2 separate regions of the Danio rerio genome follow, and region 2 is linked to region 1. A link is a contact called in public Hi-C data. All regions are on one chromosome and are shown on one strand. Each heading gives the region's core, a stretch centred on a gene start, on an enhancer-like site or on the middle of the called end of the contact. The rest is flanking DNA. Distances are from core to core; before and after follow the strand shown. Region 1 holds the start of znf407 (zinc finger protein 407). Region 2 holds the start of pmvk (phosphomevalonate kinase).

Region 1 (3,826 bases), core at 956-3,455:
ATTGTTAGTACAGGTTTGGATTAGTGGTGGGCCGTTATCGGCGTTAACACGCTGCGTTAACATGAGACTCTTACTGGCGATTAAAAAATATTGCTGTTAATCTATTCTCAAAGTTGGGTTGGGAGCTGGGTATTCTACGTAAGCTATGTTGACTTTCACCTTAATATTTTACCACGGATGAATACCTGGCCGGTGAGCCGTCTGACAAAAAAGCGCCCTTCTGAATCAAATCAGCAGGATGCCTGACTTTAACTGCAGTTCGGCAGTTTCACTTTAAATCATGAACATTTCATTCATGCCGCCATGACAAACTAGGATATTAGACGCAAATAAGGAGTAAGGACTGGTGAGAGTGTCATGAAATTTAATAACGCACACCAAACGGAAAGAAAAAAACATTCCGCATTCCGTGATGTGTGTGTGTTTGTGTGTGTGTGCGGTCCTTTATTGATAGCAGCATATGTGGATCTTGTCGGAAAATTTGGCGGTAAGTCCTACATGATCGTAATAGTTTGATTGCAGTGTTTACTTCAATAATGCCACTAATAAAAGCATACTCAACATGTCTTAATTCCATTTCTGTTTAGTTCAGCTCTGACTTTAGTTGGATTAAAGTGATCAAAAATCACTGTTTCGAGCTTATGTAGGCCTACAGTTCAACATTCATGTTTAACTGAATAAACAGTAAACACAAGTACATCTTATTGAACATCATTTATTTTCATCACCAATTATTATAGTAGAACAGTTTCTCAAGGAGTTTGTGATGCATTTTAAAAACAGGAGATGAGCCCCTGGTCTAATGCGCCATCTGGCTTGAGAAACCCGTTCTCAAAGACGTATTATTTAGGTAGCACATATATTCTGAATTCCTTCAGCAGAATTCAAATGAGCCATTTTAATCTAGATTAAAAAATGAATTTGCATGCATGTGTGCTATTAAACTGATGTTTTTTTTCTATACGCATGTTTTTTCTTAACTTGCTGCATGTTTCTTTTTTTTTTGCATGTGATGGGAGAATTTGCAATTATGCTAGAGTATGTGTGTTGTCAATTTGATGGAGATTTGTGAGTGTTTTCCTATTTGCATGTGTTTTAATAACTTGCAGAGCGGTTTAGCTCACTGCCACCATACTTCTGTGACAAAACAAAACATGATTTTATTATAGTAAAAGGGTGGTAACAATGTTGTTGACTACCAGGAAATGTACCAAAAACTTGAGAAAGATCACTTTAAACTATTTTATAACAAATGTTTAGTGCGGGTTATTGTTCTGATACAAGACCTGATACGTGAATCAAATAACAGAATACAAAACACTGACATTGCACTCTGAACTGAGATATTTATATTATATTTGATAGCTGAACTGAAGTAGAAGCTTGTTCTTCAATATTGTTTTAGTCATACAGACCAAAAACTATATGAATTAAACACATAATTCTATCTTAAATTGTTATAAGCGAGAATGAAAGTAAAAATGAAAATGGAAACTTATAGAGTCAACAGTTTAAAATTGAACACAATAAATAACATACTTGAATATATAATATTAATAATGAAATGAGCATAATAAAAAGAAGCTTGCATTTATAATCACTCTGTTACACTAACTTTTACACTGCAATGTTGTAAATATATTCCGCTGACATATAAACACAATAAGGTAAGCGCTTTAATGCAATGGTTTATATATAGTAGTCTCTACTTGTACATTATTTAACGTTATATGGCTAAAACAGTTGGTGTCGGAAAATTAATATATAAACTTTAAACAGTAATGTTAAACTTTAATTAACCCAGTTTGCCATGTTTATCTTCTTTCTCTGACATGAAAACGTTTCCTTTTTACTTCCTATTGCCGTTACTTTATTTGGCTGGCGTGGCTCTCGTCCAATCAAAAGCCGGAATTCTTGCGTTCGTCCAATTAAAACACGGGGAAGGCGGGCTTTCGCTTGAGTACTGAAACGACGGCAGCACAGAGGCCCCAAAAGCGTATCATGACTCACTTATAAATCCTTTAGCTTACGCGCTAGTTAGCGACAGGAACATAGTTAACCTGCATATATTACGCTTATAACATCAGATCTGCGTTTATGCTGTTTAAAAAAGTTTAGTTTGAATGCTATTACCTGAAATGTTGCTCGTATTCCTTCAGTTCGCGCGTTCTGCTCTTGGTCACAAACGGCGCACCGTAGTCTGCTAGCTGTTACGTCAACCGATACGTAAGACGTAAGCCAGGGATGTTTTCACGATGGAGTAGATGGCAACCTCAAACTGGTTCCATCTGCATCACGTGCTCCTATCGCTGAGCTGAACCCCAAATGACTCGGTGAACCGTTGTATGAACTTCTTTTTAAATATTTTTATCAATGTAAATTGATAGAACAAATACATTTATAAACACAGAGACAAATAAATGTAAAAGTAGCACAGCAATAAGCCCAAAAACATACATAACACCAGGGTAATAATGACAAAAATAATGTAATAAAGTTACATCTTAAAAAAAACAAGGAGAAAAAACAGTTTTCATTGCTTTTGGACTAAATTCTAGACCGGATAGTTTCCAAATATTGCTTACAGTCATTTATGGGTAAATAATAATAATAATAATAAAAAGCTTTAGAGCGAATAAACCTTTGTTTATGAATATAAAACTTGGCTAACAGAAAACATAAATTAATTATAAACCCTTTTCCCAAGTTTTCTTGAGAATCGTCTAACAACCAAAGAAAATATTATTAAAACAGAAGGAAAAGTCACATGTAATATAAAACTGAATAAACACCGACAAATCTGGCCAAAATATATCTTTATTCAAAAAATAAATGAAGTCACCCTTTGAAAAGTGATCTTGTTGGTAGCGAGGATACAAACAAAGCTTCTGGAAACTCGAATCAAATGATTCAAAGCAAAATGATTCACTGTTTCTAGGTAGGCCTACTCGAAACATAACAGCCATCTGGTGGTAAAGATGGTGTAATGCAACGAAAGCACAGCTCAACGTATTTTTTACATTTCAAAAGTGTTCACTACGAATTGGTGGTTCATTCCGTTGTGGCAAGCCCTGAGCAAGGAAGCGAATTAGCTGAAAGAAAGGTGGGGAGTTTTTACTAATACTGTTTTACTTTTATTATAGTGTTGTTTTTGTTTGTTGGGCAAACTAGATGAATAGGGTATACACATGCACTTTGAATTTTAGCCAGCCAGCGCTTTCGGTGAACTGTCTTTCTATTATAAAATTGTCATGTTAAGGTCTTATTTCTTTAAAAATCTGTGATCTTCACTGCCTGATTGATATACAGATGCGAAAAGAGTACTGAAAAATCATACTTAAGTATAAGTACCAATACTTGTCTAAAAATGAGGTGCAAGTAGAGTAAAAGTAACTTTTGTAAACATTACTCAAAGAGTAAAATTAGACCTTTCAAAAGTACTTAAGAGCAGTAGGCATGGACCGGTATAAGTTTCTGACAGTATGATGACCTTGGATAAAAATATATAAATGAAAAAATGTATTAGTAAAAATGTCTTAGTAAACCCCCCCCCCCCCCCCCCCCCCATTTAACACAATATATTACATTTTAGGAAACATTTATAATATTTTGGAACAGTAAACATGTCTGGTTACATGGTTAAAATAAACCATTGACATCTACCATCTTCATTAGCTTCAAAAACACTGATTTCTTTACAACATGTTTAAAAACATAAAAAAAAAAAAAAAAACCTCTACGTTTACCTTAGAAACTGAATAACAAAACATTTTTGCGGTTTTAATACCATGCCTAGTGTGGGTATTATGCTGTAAAAAGCTGATGC
Region 2 (3,826 bases), core at 991-3,490, 220 kb before region 1:
TAATACATAATGAATATAAAATTTCATTTCTCAATAAATAGCCTCATTATTTATTTATTTATTTATTTATTTATTTATTTATTTATTTATTTATATATGATATCAAAATGCATTTTCGCTTTTTTAAGTGGTTTTATGTCTTACAATAGAATATGTAATGTTCTTAATAATATTTGTAAAGGAATCACATGCCCTGTATGTTCAATTTACATATATTTAAGTTACTATGGAAAACAAGTGCATGTTTTTACCTAACCTAATATTGGATTTTTTTTAAATGCGTGTTTGTGTAAAACAAAATAATTTGCACAAAGAAATGATGGGTTTTTCTCTAAAGAAGTAGTTACTCTACGCCATTTACAGCATCATTATGGGCATTTTACGTTATTAATACCATGGTTCAAACGATGGATCTGTGACAGAGAAACTATGGGTTTTGGGAAACACTCGTCACTACATTCAATTGTTCTTTTCCCAAACTATGCATCACATGATGAAGCCGCGAGTTACGTCATTGTTTGGGAAACGCACCCCTGACTGATCTCATGAACCAGTCGCAAGTATTTGTGTTAGTCCAGGGGTGTCAAACTCAATTCCTGGAGGGCCGAAGCCCTGCACAGTTTAGTTCCAACCCTGCTCCAACACTCTTACCTGTAGGTTTCAAACAAGCCTGAAGGACTCAATTAGTTTGATCAGGTGTGTTGAATTAGGGTTGGAACTAAACTGTGCAGAGCTGCGGCCTTTTTGGAACTGAGTTTGACACCTGTGTGTTAGTCAGAGAAGAGCAAAATATTTGAATGACCTTGCATCTATTTAGGCCTTTTTATATATATAAGAACTGAAATAATTTCTCTGTTTTTTACAAAATATTGTGAGTTCACTAAATCCTGGCTGAATAAATTACATTACTAAAACAAAAAATATTTTTTAAGATGAATATTTGATAATATAACTTTTTTTTTAATAAACGTATTGCTATAAAAAGTGGTTTATTGGCCTATTTCCTTTTAGCAAAGAAGTATTAGATTTGAAGGTGTGCGAATGTGGTTAATATTATTATAGAAAATGTTTTCCTATCTTTTAAGACAGGGGTCACCAATCCTGGTCCTGGAGGGCCGGTGTCCCTGCAGGGTTTAGCTCCATCTTGCCTCAACATACCTGCCTGGATGTTTCAAGTATACCTAGTTAGACCTTGATTAGCTTGTTCAGGTGTGTTTGATTAGGGTTGGAGCTAAAATCTGCTGGACACCGGCCCTCCAGAAACAAGTTTGGTGAGCACTGTTTTAAGAGAATGTTCTGGGAACTAAAACAAAACTACCCGCGGAAAACAGTAATGCAACATTGCTTGGTAATATGCTTAGAGCATGTAGAGAACTGAAAATTTCTAGTTGGGATATACTTTGAATAACGCATGTTATGTCTCTCTTGATGGACTCACATCTGATGGTGTGAAAGGATGATTTTGGTCTCTTCTCAAAACTGTCCCCGAGCTTCAACACATGCTCTTCTTTATCCAGCGGCGGGTTCGAGCTGCCGTTCATCACTGCGCGTCACATTGAATTCACCAACTTCACCCAAAATGAAAAAATCCTCGGTTTATCCACATGTAAACAAAGACAAAAGGAGAAGACGCTAAAAGCAAAACAATCCTGACAGATTCAAAACTTCCGGGTCACAGAAACCAAAAATAACGCATTCACCTTAGATGTTTGGTTTATTTTACTTTTAAAAATACAAGTTTTATCACTTAAAAAATAATTTCCTTTATAAACCGCACTTGGGGAATAACAAATAAGAATGAAATACAGAAACAAACGTTTTTGTGGTTTCACTTCCGGGTCAGTGAAAAAAAGTGTTTATAAATACGTAAACAATGTAAGATTATTATTTTATTGAACTTTTTCTGATACTATTTAAATATCTGCATAAATTAAAAACACTCTGGTAACTTATTTACATGAAATGTAAATATATTTAGCACATACCCAGTAAGTTGATGGCGTGACACTCGTCCGATTACCGTAGCTACACAAAAACACCAAACATCCTGTTTCCACACTTCCACATTTCACTTAGATATCCTTTTAGATGACAGAAAAAACATCGCATACGCCAATAAAGTTTTAAAGTAACACAAATAAAGAAAATAGTTAAGCAAACAGAAGAACCAAAGACGCTTATATTATTTTTAGGTTACATTTTTTTGGTAGTTACGGTAAAGCGACATAAAGCGGTTCCTGATTCATATTGAAGGCTGTAGTCCTCGACATGTGTCAGTTGTGTACACGAGTATGAAGTACACATCACATGTAATTACAACCATGGCAACTACACAACCTAGCATCATTCTGTTATTCAGTGGGAAGCGAAAGTCAGGAAAGGACTATGTGACAGATTTAATACAGAAAAGGTAAGTTCTCTAGTTCTCTATAGCCCTGTCGCGTGAACAGATTAAACTCGGTAATAAAGATGCTTTTATTTTATATTTCAGACTGACTGCAGAGATGTGCTGTATTCTCAGACTGTCTGCACCCCTCAAGGAGCAGTACGCAAAGGTAAGTTACACTTCTGCAACCTAACTGAAATAACTCACGTTCGTGGTGCAAAATAAAGTACACTGACTACCTGACAGTCCTGTCGTCGAGCCCAGTTGTAAGAGCAACAAATAATACCTCACTTCTAGTTGATCATTTGGAGAAGTGGCAGAAGGTAGATTATTATTTTATTTTTTTTTAGATGAATCATCTGTTGATCTGCATTTAAATCATCAAAAATGCTGCAGAATATCTATTGCAAACAGCATGGATCAAAGATTGTCAGAGAAATCAGTCAAGTTCGGTGAAGGAAAAATCATGGTTTGGGGTTACATTCAGTATAGGGGCGTGCAAGAGATTTGCAGTGGATGGCAACATCAACAACCTGAGGTATCAAGACATTTGTGCTGTACATTACATTAAAAACCACAGGAGAGGGCAAATTCTTCAGCAGGATAGCGCTTCTTCTCATACTTCAGCCTTCACGTCAAAGTTCCTAAAAGTAAGCAAGGTCAAGGTGCTCCAGGATTGACCAGCCAAGTTACCAGAACTGAACATTATTGAGCATGTCTGGGGATGAAGATGGAGGAAGTCCTGAAGATGAATCCAAAGCAATCATGATGATCTCTGGGAGTCCTGCAAGAACGCGTTCTTTGCCATTCCAGATGACTTTATTAATAGTCCTCCAAGCTCATGATGGAGTCATACACAATATTCATTATTTTCCACTGCAGCATGACTTAATATTCTATACTGGACATTATTTCTGTTAATGACAAGACTTTTGTCTAAGCAAAGTCAGACCTTAATTAAATAATTAAAAATCAAGGCATGATCATATTTTATTTTGCTAAAATAATCATAATCTAGACGCCTTTGCCTTTCATATAAGCCACTTTCTATACCAAGTGATCAACTATAGATCAAGTTATTATTTGTTGTTCCTAAAACTTGGACAGGCGACAAGACTTTTGTCAGGTAGTGTACACTACAATTAACAAGTGATAAGAACAATGAATAAAATTGTAATTAACACAAAAAAATGACTATAAACATATTATTTATTTTACTGTTTGAATAAAATGCAGCAATATATTTTGTTTATGGTGGTTCATTCCGCTGTGGCGCCCTCTGCTGAAGGAAAGTGATTAAATGATGTACAAAAATCCTAATTTTCACAAATAAGTGTATTTTTTTATTCAAGTACAGTTCAATAAATGATCATCTTGAACTTATTATTAAAATATATTTAAACATGCTAACAATTTGTTAAAAATGCTGTCAGTGATTTG

What was found. Hi-C and Micro-C count contacts between places; a contact is called where the count stands out from the background.
Region 2: a contact with region 1 is called in a Hi-C map of hematopoietic stem cells, with 2.4 times the contacts expected there. The contact joins the promoter of pmvk here to the promoter of znf407 in region 1. A contact is called at or near these places in 2 of 18 Hi-C or Micro-C datasets (caudal fin and hematopoietic stem cells).

Annotation. Positions count from the first base shown.
Region 1 is chr16:7,011,387-7,015,212 of GRCz12tu, reverse strand. znf407 (zinc finger protein 407) reads right to left here and starts at 2,205. Exons shown (of 10, transcript XM_073925777.1): 1 at 2,134-2,205.
Region 2 is chr16:7,227,507-7,231,332 of GRCz12tu, reverse strand. pmvk (phosphomevalonate kinase) reads left to right here and starts at 2,240. Exons shown (of 5, transcript NM_001083579.2): 1 at 2,240-2,410; 2 at 2,492-2,555. The coding sequence starts at 2,322. eaf1 (ELL associated factor 1) reads right to left here and starts at 1,612. Exons shown (of 6, transcript NM_001002115.1): 1 at 1,439-1,612. The coding sequence starts at 1,541.